2 separate regions of the Rattus norvegicus genome follow, and region 2 is linked to region 1. A link is a contact called in public Hi-C data. All regions are on one chromosome and are shown on one strand. Each heading gives the region's core, a stretch centred on a gene start, on an enhancer-like site or on the middle of the called end of the contact. The rest is flanking DNA. Distances are from core to core; before and after follow the strand shown.

The links. A called contact is a pair of places that touch in the nucleus more often than the background predicts.
Region 2: a Hi-C map of hepatocytes shows a contact between it and region 1, with 3 times the contacts expected there. The contact joins two enhancer-like sites. A contact is called at or near these places in 8 of 12 Hi-C or Micro-C datasets (the A7r5 cell line, Schwann cells, hepatocytes and 3 more) and 1 of 1 datasets of contacts at active chromatin or transcription factors (oligodendrocytes).

Annotation. Positions count from the first base shown.
Region 1 is chr15:23,485,455-23,490,915 of GRCr8, forward strand. No RefSeq gene overlaps it. Among named protein-coding and RNA genes, the nearest start is that of Ktn1, 96 kb to the left of the region's middle. Within about 2 kb of position 2,852, at least 5 of the 93 cell types and tissues checked have an H3K27ac peak or open chromatin away from gene starts, as enhancers often do. A contact at or near this core is called in hepatocytes, where this site is marked.
Region 2 is chr15:24,123,985-24,129,445 of GRCr8, forward strand. No RefSeq gene overlaps it. Among named protein-coding and RNA genes, the nearest start is that of Tmem260, 87 kb to the right of the region's middle. Within about 2 kb of position 2,422, at least 6 of the 93 cell types and tissues checked have an H3K27ac peak or open chromatin away from gene starts, as enhancers often do. A contact at or near this core is called in hepatocytes, where this site is marked.

The DNA.
Region 1 (5,461 bases), core at 1,602-4,101:
CATCAGATGGTCTGTGCACTGGTGATTCTACGTTCCACAGACAGGAACAGGCGGGCCCTGGGTTTGTTCCGTCACATACTGTGTGTGGATTGCTTTCATCAGTTTAGTGGGAGTGCATCCAGAGACCTTACGGTTTGTTGTTAAACAGTCGTCTGTATTACGTGTATACAGTTGGATACATTTTGCTGAGTGCCTATGAAACCACTATAGCTGAGATAAAGAGCAAAACCATAAACCACGGAAGATTTCTGTGTCTCTTTCCTTCCTTGTTCCCAGGCAGCTCTTGATACACTATGTGTTACTTGAGGTTACTTTGAACTTTCTCAGTTTTATATAAATTGGAATGATAGAGCAGCTACTTTTGTCTGGCTCCTTTGGCCCAGTAATAAACAACAATAAGGCCAGTTCTTTATATTTCTGTGTATACTGTATATTATAATTGGCTTATCCACTCCAGGGTTTTGTGTGTGTGTGTGTGTGTGTGTGTGTGTGTGTGTGTGTGTGTGTGCGCGCACGCGCGCGTGTGTGCGCGTGTGCTCGTGTCTACCTACATATCCTCATCACAGCCTATCACTGAGGGAGTTCAGGGTGTGGACTCAAACAGGAGCAGAGGCAGGAACCGCGGATGAGCACTCCTTACAGACTTGGTCAGGCTTTTACTCTATGCTAGGGCCACCTGCCCAGAGGAGGCACCAGCCACGGTGGACATGTTCATAGCTGAGACAGTCTGATGAACTTGTCTCCTCAGTTGAGCTTCTCCCCTTCCAGACTGGGTTGTCACAGAGGAAGCTAGAACATTTATACACAAGACTTAGGTATGATTGTGTGTGTGCACCTCAGCACTAGGGTCTAATGGAATGAATGCTCAGAGTGTGCTCTCAAGGGCAGTGCATATCAGGTATGCTCTAGTGCCCTTGTGGTGCCTTTATAAACTCAAGGGCCTTCATCTTGCTGGGGATGATGGGGAGGGGACAGGGTCAGGTGAGCAGGATTCTGAGTCGGGAGGGAAGTTAGTCTGTCTGGACCCATTTCCAGATTCTAAATGTCGTATTGGACATTGCAGCACAGGGAAGCAGCACAGGAGCAGGCGAGACCTAGGCTGGGTGCGCTTGCTCTGAGAGCAGTGACGTGCATGAGCCCACTGCTGCTGTTCGTAGGCTCAGAATAGATTGGTAGGGGAAGAATGTTGGTAGTGTTCTGATTTTGTTGACAGGCCTGGGTTCCCTAAGTCACTGTCTGCGTCTCCCACAATGCATCTGCCTTTAATCGTATACATGCCCAGTTACACATAGGTATAATATGATACATGGGCTAAAGTTCATTTTGTCTTACTGTGCACCCACCCAAAACCAGTCAGCATTTGTTCACTAACTCCAGTTTCAGAACGCTTCAGGCTCTGTTAGACCACGAAAGGGGAGTTAAGGCTTTTGGGGAGATGCAGATTGAAGGCCTGTTCGCTTTGCTTGGCGAGGGTGGCTCAGATGAAGCTCCATTTTTTATGGAGCCCCATGTCCTTTGGGGCACTGTCGGGACAGATGGTGTCTGTCGCTTAAGGCAAGTAGTGACCTGGACCACTAGGCTTTCCCCATGTTTTCTTGCCTCCAAAGTCCATGCCACTGATGACCAGTTATTTCTGTCCCTCTTCCCGAGGATCGTTCTCTACTTCAGATTCCAACACCCACCCCACGGTGGAAACCAGCTCCACTGTAGAACTGACTGCCAGGTTTTCAGTATTTTTCCTCTGAGCCCGACCAGTGGCCAGATGCTTGGTATGCAGCTAACACACTTGGCTAACTCAGCTGCCGGGGACTGTGTTTAGCCATTTCCATCTCTGTGGAGTTGGCCCAAGGACTAAAGGCCAAAAAGCATTCAGTGAAACCTAAGCTGGCTGTAAGGTGAGAGCATCGGGGTTTGAAGTTCAAACAGTTGCGCACCAGAATAAGATGAATGCCTTTCCTTTCCTGTGTTGCATGGTAGCGGTTGGCCTGAGTGAGTGCGCACGGAATAGGGTCTAGGGGGAATGAGATCAAGTGAAACTTGATGTCTTAGACTCGTGGTTCTCAACCTGTGGGTCGCAACCCCTCAAGCAACCTGTCCATACGGTTTGCACGTCAGACACCCTGCATATCAGATATTTGCATTATGATTCGTAACAGTAGCAAAAATATGCTTGTGAAGTAGCAATGAAATTAATTTTATGGTTGGGGGTCACCACAACATGAGAAACTGTATCAAAGGGTCCAGCGTCAGGAAGGTTGAGAACCACTGCTTTAGACTCTTTCCTTTTCTCTTTTCTTTTCTCTTCTTTTCTTTTCTCTTCTTTTCTTTTCTTTTCTTTTCTTTTTTCTTTTCTTTTCTTTTGGAGCTGGGTACTGAACCCAGGGCCTTGCGTTTGCTAGGCAAGCACTCTACCACTGAGCTAAATCCCCAACCCCTGCTTTAGACTCTTAAATGCCAGGGGAAAGTGTCTTGACGTCCTTGGTGAATTAGGTGTTATTCACAAGTGTGGCCTCTGTGCTCCCTGGAACCCATTCTCCAGAGTGTTTTGAGTCATCAGGCTTTTTTGGATATGGCTTGGAGTGTTAGAACACCAGATGATACATCTGCGTGTGGCAGCTTGTTCAGCTGCACCCTTAGCGCCCCCAGCTCTGTAGTAACTACTCCAGAATTGTTTTGAAAATTTAGACCAGTGAGCTCAGCAGCCTCATCCCTACTTACTCCCCGAACACCAGGCCCTTCCCTGCTAATTTTGTTGCATGTTTGTTTACTGTGGTCGCCCTCTCTGCAGGGGGTGCTCAGCCGCTGTCAGTGCACTGCTAGGAGGAGGGAGGGCAAAGTCCAGAGTGGAGAGTCCACACAGCCTGTGTTTACCTTTGGGGCATCAGACACCCGACCAGAACCGGAAACAGTAGTGTCTGGGGTAAATGCTGTGGTTACTGACTGGGTGCAACCACTGTACATCTGGAAGAGGGAGTCAGGAACCCTCAGGATGTTTGGGTGCCAGGTGGAGAGAGAGAGAGGCAGAGCCCAGGATAGAGCAGGGTCTGATTGGGAGCGAGGGGAGAATACTGGAGGGGCTTGAGGAGAGAAAGCCTTTTTTGGGAGTTTTAGGGTTTAGTTCTTCGAGGCTATCCTTGCTGGTTCATATTGCTTTAGTTGGTGGTGGGTGTAAATGCACACACTTTATTTGGGGGTGAACTAGGGATTATAGACTCCTTGTGGGGAAGGAATACCCAGGAAGGGAAGGTCACTGGCTGAAGGCTTAGGGCGCTGAAATGCCTTGTGAGCATGGGGAAGCACTCCAGGTGTTACTATGTGACCAGGTGTCCGGTGCTCCTCTCGGTTGGGTGTTGTGGCTATGTGTTCCAGAGCAGGTACAGAGATAGATAGGAAGTGGCTCGACACCTATTCTCAAATTTCTTGAGATTTCCAGAATCTAAGCTCCCCCAGCCTTATCAGTTCCTATGTCTGTCTGGTAGCACGGTCCTACCCACCTTATACATGTTAGCTCTGAGTATGCCTTCCGTTGTCTGCTGAAAGGTCAAGCTGGGTCAAGCTTCTCCAAAGCTGCACACTAAGCCGTGTCAGCTGAATGTGTGGAGGGATGTGCCCCAGGAGCTCCTTCTCTGGTGTTTTCCACCTACTTGATCCTGGGGGGCCACAGCTATCAACTTGTGTGGGGTGCATATACTGGTGCTCCCAGGAAGACACTCCAGGGGTTGGTGGGGATCCTCTTGGTAAACTTCTTCACTTAACCCTGCCAGCGCAGAGGTAGGAGAGTGTTTCCTGCTTTTCAGTATAGCAGACAGAATAACGGCCCCAGAAATGTACGTCTTCTAATCTCTGAAGCCCGTGAAATGTCGAGGAGGAGGTGGAGTTGTGGGCAGGATTTAAATGACTGACAGACTATTCTGGATTCTCTGGGGGCAAGCAATGAAATCACAAGAATGCTTTAAATGTAGGAAGCAGGGGTTGAGGCCAAAGACGGTTTAAAAAGTTACAGAAGAATGTCCCAGTCTGAGGGCTTTGAAGAAAGAAGGGCCACTAGAGACGCAGCATCCATCCTGGGTCCATGAAGGACAGGGCCAAAGTCTATAGGAAGAATAAGCTTTGCAGCTGTTGAAAACATCCCATCTTAGGAATGTCTCATGTGCAGACATTAGGGGATGCAAACAAAAGGTTCAAAAACCAAAACGCCGGGCTGGAGAGATGGCTCAGCGGTTAAGAGCACTGACTGCTCTTCCAGAGGTCCTGAGTTCAAATCCCAGCAACCACATGGTGGCTCACAACCATCTGTAATGAGATCTGATGTCCTCTGCTGGTGTGTCTGAAAACAACAATGTACTCACATACATAAGATAAATAAATGAATCTTTAAAAAAAAAAAAACAAAAAACAAAAAAACCAAAACGCCATTGATTTAGTTTAAGCCACCACAGTGATTTCCAGCTCCATTCAGTCCTGCGTGCACACAAAAAAGTCCCAATCCATCTCATACCCCACACAGCTTTCCATCCAGTGTTGGTTTTTGTTTACCCACCAGACTTTCCTAATTCTGTGAGCACCTTTCAAGGCCAGTCTTCCTCATTTTGATGACCCCCAAAGTCTATGACGAGCATGCTCGAAAGCTCCATAATGCTTTGTTAACACGTGAGTATGGTGGTGTGGGGGAGTGAGAAGCAGGCAGCAAGGTCAGCAGCAAGGCTGGAGCAACTGGGAACATGGGGAACCAGCCTTTGGTGAGAGAAACAGTGGATGAGGCAGATAGAGGAGGAGAGACGCTGGAGAAAGCTGGCAGATCTTGAAAACGAGGTAGGTTTGGGCATCTGCTAGTTTATGACTGGGGCAGGCTCTTCAGCCATGTGAGTTCCTCTGTCCCCTCTGCAGAGGAACAGCAGGAGAGCACGCTGTGGAGAGAGTGCTCATCACACGCCTACCTGGAACACAGCAAGTGTTCAGTGTGTGTTAGCAGACCTCCTGTCACACACACACCTACTTAGGGGAGGAGGTATGGAGGGTGTGGAGAAGAGGGTGAACATTCGCAGAAGGCTAGTCCAGTTGGACGGAAGGGGCCAGAGTCATTTAAGGATATTCAACACCCACTCCATACCTGGAAGGAAAGGCTTTATTTAAAATGAGATGGGAAGTCTTAATATGCTGAAGAGAAACGGGATTGGAGGCAGCCTGCCTTTAGTCAGGGCTTGTACTTAGCCTGCTTTGATTATAGTCTTCAATGTGCCCCAGGAGGGCTGGGGGAGGAAAAGAAGACTCAGGTTCATTCATTTTTAATATGAAGAATTGCACACCGCTCTGGGGCCCAGAAGTCTCAAGAGGCTTGTGCCGACTACATTTCTACAATTAATGAAGCCCAACAGCTGGATCGCAAGAGTTGTGATGGAGGGCCATTAGCCACAAGAGAGCAAAGGGTTCTGCAGGGCCAGGCAGGTGACTGCAGAAGGGA
Region 2 (5,461 bases), core at 1,172-3,671, 640 kb after region 1:
TTTGGAGTAGGCAGATGCTAGTTTCTGTTTACTGTTATATACAGCTCCTGACATAGTTCGAATGACTCCTAATTGTCCAAATTAAAGGTTTACTTTTAAACTCATGATTCTGAATAGTCATGTTCAAGGAAAAAAAATTATGTTTTAAGTAGCAAACTTCCATTGTGAAGGAGAAAATGAAAACAAAAAAGCATCAGTTTCTCTGATTTTATATTCAGAAGCCACACCAATGTACTCCTCTCTGATTTACGGGGCATACTGCCCTTCTGCGCCTGCCACAAGTATTTGGAAACCTTGACTGGTTGGTGCCTTTGCGGCTTCCTCTGGGTGGCATAGTTCACCAGAGGTGGGGCAGCTTTGTGCAAAGGTTCATTCAATCATGACCCAATAGCACTCAAAGCTCAGAGCAGCACACCCTCTGTATTTCTCCTGCCCCCCTTCGTGAAACAAGACACCCACCAGCAATTTCCTGTGCTGACAGACTGGGGACAAAGCCCCTGAGCGGAGGAGAAATGGAGACCTTGCTGGCTTTGCTCGTTATTTGGCAAGACTAATGCTGGACATGAAGCACCTGCCTGATACCACCTAGCCATTTCAGAATCTCTCCACAGCTCCGCACTCTCATGGGACTCTGTGTGGGAGACAATGACCCATTCATTCCTCTCAGGATTAGCTTTCTGGAATGGCCCTTAAAACAGGAGGCTCCTCTCTCTCTGGAGAGCACTAGGTCCTTGTGGTGTCTTGGGTGCAAGGGATGGGAACTCACTGATGAAGGTTCAAATGTCTCAGATGCAGAATAATGGTCCTTGGGTGGGAATGCCTGGCAAACATCTGGTGTTTCTTTACTTTGTGAACATCTGGTGTCACATGAGTTCTACCCGCTGACCCAGTCACACTCCCCGCAGCCCGCTGAGAGAGAGACTACTGAAATCACAGTCCCACCACCAGAGACGGTGGCGTAATTTCTTGTGTTTTGCTCTGAGCCAGGTCTGTTAGGCCTCCTTGGGTGGTTTTGATATGCAGTCAAGATGAGAAACCTGTGTGTCGGCAGAAGGAGACATTAATGGATTAGGGAACATGATTTATCGATGTGAAATGTTGAAACAAGTTGAAGAACTATAGTTGTCTATTGAATCGTATCAGGTGCTTGAAACATTTGGAATAACTTTATTTACACTGAAAACAGTCATCTTGAGAGAGGGGCCGTAGACACACAGAGGCCCACCTGCCCCCTTTTGGTGCAGTGCAGGAAGGGGGAGATGTCCAGAGACACCCCCACTGTACCACCATGCCTCATGGTGGGCTGTAGACATCTAAAGGCCCACTTGCGGGAGGGTAGAGAAGGTCACCCAGAGGCTTGTCAGTCACATGGCCCACTCTCAGTGGCAGCCACTGCAGTCTGCAAGTATGTGATGGACAGAGAGGAAAGGGAAACGGAAGAGCTTGAACATTATGAAGAGAAATGGAACTGAAGACACAAGGGTGAAGAGGAACAGCCTGCTGTGAGTCCAACACCTGAAGCCATGATGAAGTCTAGCCCATGCAGCTGCTGAGGGCCATGTCTGAGTCCATGGCCAGGCAGCAGCAGGGGTCAGGTAACAATGTTTGGGGCTCATATTACCACTACAGACCATAGGGATGTCCCTGGTCTGAGCAGCCAACCTGGTTTATATAAATGTCCAAGGGATGTGCAGAACTGGCCCTGCCCCTCATTGGCTGTGGTACGCTGGAGAGCTGGCCCCACCTCTCACCTGCTTTGGCACTTGGCAGAGTGGGCCCTGTGTTTCACCTGGGCAGCAGAGTGGAGCTGTCCCTGGTTGTGTGGGTGTGGATGATCCGGCCCTGTTGGGGGCAGGGGGGGTTGTGGGAGGGACAGATAGAGAGAGAGGGAGAGGGAGAGGGAGGGGGAGAGGGAGGGGGAGAAGGAGGAGGAGGGCAAGGAAGAGGGGGAGGTGAGAGGGAGAGGGATAGGAGGAGGAGAAGGGGGAGGGGAAGAGGGAGACGGGGAAGGGGAGGTGAGGAGAGGGGAGAGGGAGAGAGAGAGGGAGAGGGAGAGCCTGCTGCAGTGCTTGGGAAAGTGGCCCCTATGTCTCAACTGTGTAACTGGCTCTGGAGGTGTGACTGTGGGTGAGCCTGCCCAAGAGCATGAGAACAGGAGATCTGACCCTGCCAGCGGCAGCCTTGGGCAGGCTAACCTCATCGGTGCTGTAGAGCTCGCCTCAGTGGCATGGATGTCCAGGCCCAGATCTATGGCTTTGCGTTCTCCCACCCTAACATTTACATCATCTGTGAATTGTTGGAGCATGTGGAATCACCAGTCCTGCTGGTCCACAGCTGCAGGATCTCCATGACCCAGGGCAACAACAGCATAGCCGGGAAGAGTCCTGGTGAGGATCCAATACTGATGATATCACAGAAGCCAGAGGCCTTGACCCAGACCAATGACTCACTGCAACAAACGTTTGCAAATGAAGGAGTGAGGGCAGAGGGACAGACTGTGGGACGCACTGTGACAAACTGCAGCTTCCACAGTGAGATGTTGTCTATGCTCTGCTTCGCCTTGTTTGTTTTTATTTTCTTGTGCAGGGGAAGTTGCCAGGGTGGGGGGTAAATACGAGGGAACAGGGAGTTGAGTGAGACCTCACATGATGTGGAACTCACAAATCAATAAAAAGTTGAAAAAGAAACATCCAGAATAAAGAATTATTTTGAGTTTCATATCAGATTATTGAACTCTTATCTATATTAGAAACCCGCACGGAGATAGATGGTGGTCACCGTGTTAATTACAGACAGCTATTAACAAGTAGGAAAAATAGCAAATCTGCATATTTATCAGGTATCCATGCAAGCTCTCCTTCCTCATGGGCCAGCCCTGCAACAGGATTCGCCCAGGACTCATAGCAAACGGAGATACTTTGCTCAAACCCACCATCTCCTGTAATCAGCCAAGACGGAATTCCAGTGGAGGGACTGGGACACTGAGCCAGCGACAAAACCTTTGGCAGACAATTTGTCCTGACTACGAGGTGTGCCAGGGTAAAGCTGACACAAATTGTGGGAGTGGCCAAACAACGACTGGTCCAGCTTGAGGCTCACGGCATGAGAAAGCTCAGAGACCTAGTATAGAACCAAACTTGACTGGCAAATAAATAAATAAATAAATAAATAAATAAATAAATAAATAAATAAATGGGAGGGGGAGTTGTCAGTGAAATGTTTTTCCGTGATACTCTGCTATACTTAGAGATTGGTGCCTAACTAACTTGTCATCAGAGAGGCTTCATCCAACGACTGGTGGAAACAGATGTTGAGATCCACAGTCAAACAGGCAGAGCTCAGGGAATCCTGCTGAAGACAGGGGGGAAGGATTGTAGGAGCTTGTAGTAGTAAAAACTAAAAAGGGCAGAATCCTTGCTAGTTCTGCTCCCAGCGGGCTATTGGAACGAGTGCTAACTTATCTCAGAGGCTCCACACTGCCCCCATCTACTTTCTGACCCGCTGTCCGCTGTCCGTGAGCCATTCCAACACGGCACCCTGTCAGGCTGCCCCACCCTCACTCACAGCTCTCTTGGCTGGTTTCCCCCACGCCAGGCATACACATCCCAATTCTGTGGCGGCCCGGTGTGTCCAGCCACCATACACTCTCTTGAACTTAAGTCGCCACATGAAAGAGCACATCACACAATATCCTCTGATCCAATTGATAAGATATAATTTGCCCATCTGGACAACACAAAATCCTGTACACACCCATCCCTTAAGAATCGTCATAACGACCTGTAATATGTGCAGAGGGGAGTCTTAACATCGGCCGCCACGTTCTCTCTGCTCCCTCCTCTCTCCAGCCTCCTCTGCCCCTCTAAAACTTTTCTCCCGCCCATCTTTCCTTCTCATCCAATGGCAGGCCTCATTCTATCCTGTACATGCCTTCACCTGCATAATGACATCAACCTACAGGAGCCAAAGAAGTCAAGGACCTGGGCCCTCTGCACATGTGATGTAGTTGTGTAGCTTGGCCTTCCTGTGGTGCCCCTAACAGTAGGAGCGGGGGCTGTCTCTAACTCTTTTGCCTGCTTTTGGGACCCTTTTCCTCCCCCTAGTTGCCTCACCAAGCCTTCATACAAGGGGAGGTGCCTAATTATACTGCAACTTGATATTCCATGTGTGGTTGATATCCATGGGAGGTCTACCCTTTATCTGAAGAGAAAGGTAGAGGGGTGGAGGGGGCAAAAGGAAGGCAGAAGGTGAGAGATTAGGAGGAGAAACTGCAGTTGGGATGGTAGAAAACATTTTTTAAATATAAAAAGTTTTAAAGTAAAAACAAAACAAACAAAAAAGCTGGTTGATGGCTCAGTAATTAAGAGCTCTGGTTGTCATTCTAGAGGACCTGGATTTGGTCATCAGCGCCCACTGGCAGCTCACAACCATCTGTAACTCCAATTCCAGGGGATCTGACACCCTCTTCTGGCTTCTGTGGACACCAAACATGCAGGGTACGCATACATACATGCAGGCAAAACATTCATATACACGAAAGAAGAATAAATACATCTTGAAAATGTAATACAAAAGAACATCGGGGGTGAACACTTGGTGCTTTATTACTTTTCTGTTCTCTTATTTTGTAGCGAGCTCATATTGTTGAATTTTTCTCCTGTTCCTCTTTTAAGGAAATCACCTACCTGATTGGGTAGGTAGGTGTGGCAGTTTAAATGAGAATGGCTACCGTAGGCTCACATGTTTGAATAACTGGTCCTCTTTTTGTAGAACTGTTTGGGAAGGATTCGGAGGTGTGGCCTTGTTGAAGAAAGTGTGTCGGTGAAGGTGGTTTCAAAAGCTCGCACAATTCCTAGCTAGCTCTCTCTGCATGCTACTCTTGGTTAAAGATGTGAGTTCTTAGCCACCGCTCCAACTCCATTCATGCCTGCCTGCCTGCTGCCATTCTTCCCAACATGAGGGTCTAACCCTCTAGAACTGTAAGCCCCTACAAACTTTTCTATGAGTTTCCTTGGTCCCGGTGTCTCTTCATAGCAACAGAACAGTGGAGAAGACACTGGCAGAGAACCTTAGCATAGAAGAAAACAAGTCCGCTTACGATTGCAGAAATATGATTCTTAAAAGACCATTCATTGTCTTTGTCCATGTGTACTGCTGTGATAAAGTACATTAAACTGGTCATTTTCAAAGAATAGAAATTCAATACTCACAGTTCTGGAGACCAAGAGGTCTGAGATCAAGGTTTCAGAAAATCCCACTTTTTTCTGAAGACTTAAGCTTTACTTTCCAGGTGGTTCCTGGTTACCCTGTCTTCACATAACGGGAGGGATTGGATGGGAAATACTCACTCACTCGAGCCCTTCTATAAGGGTACTGAGGGTATTGCCCACATGGTTGAATTGTCACTCAAAGCATCACCATTTTCAAAATATATGTATATACTGTTAATTCCATAAGTTTT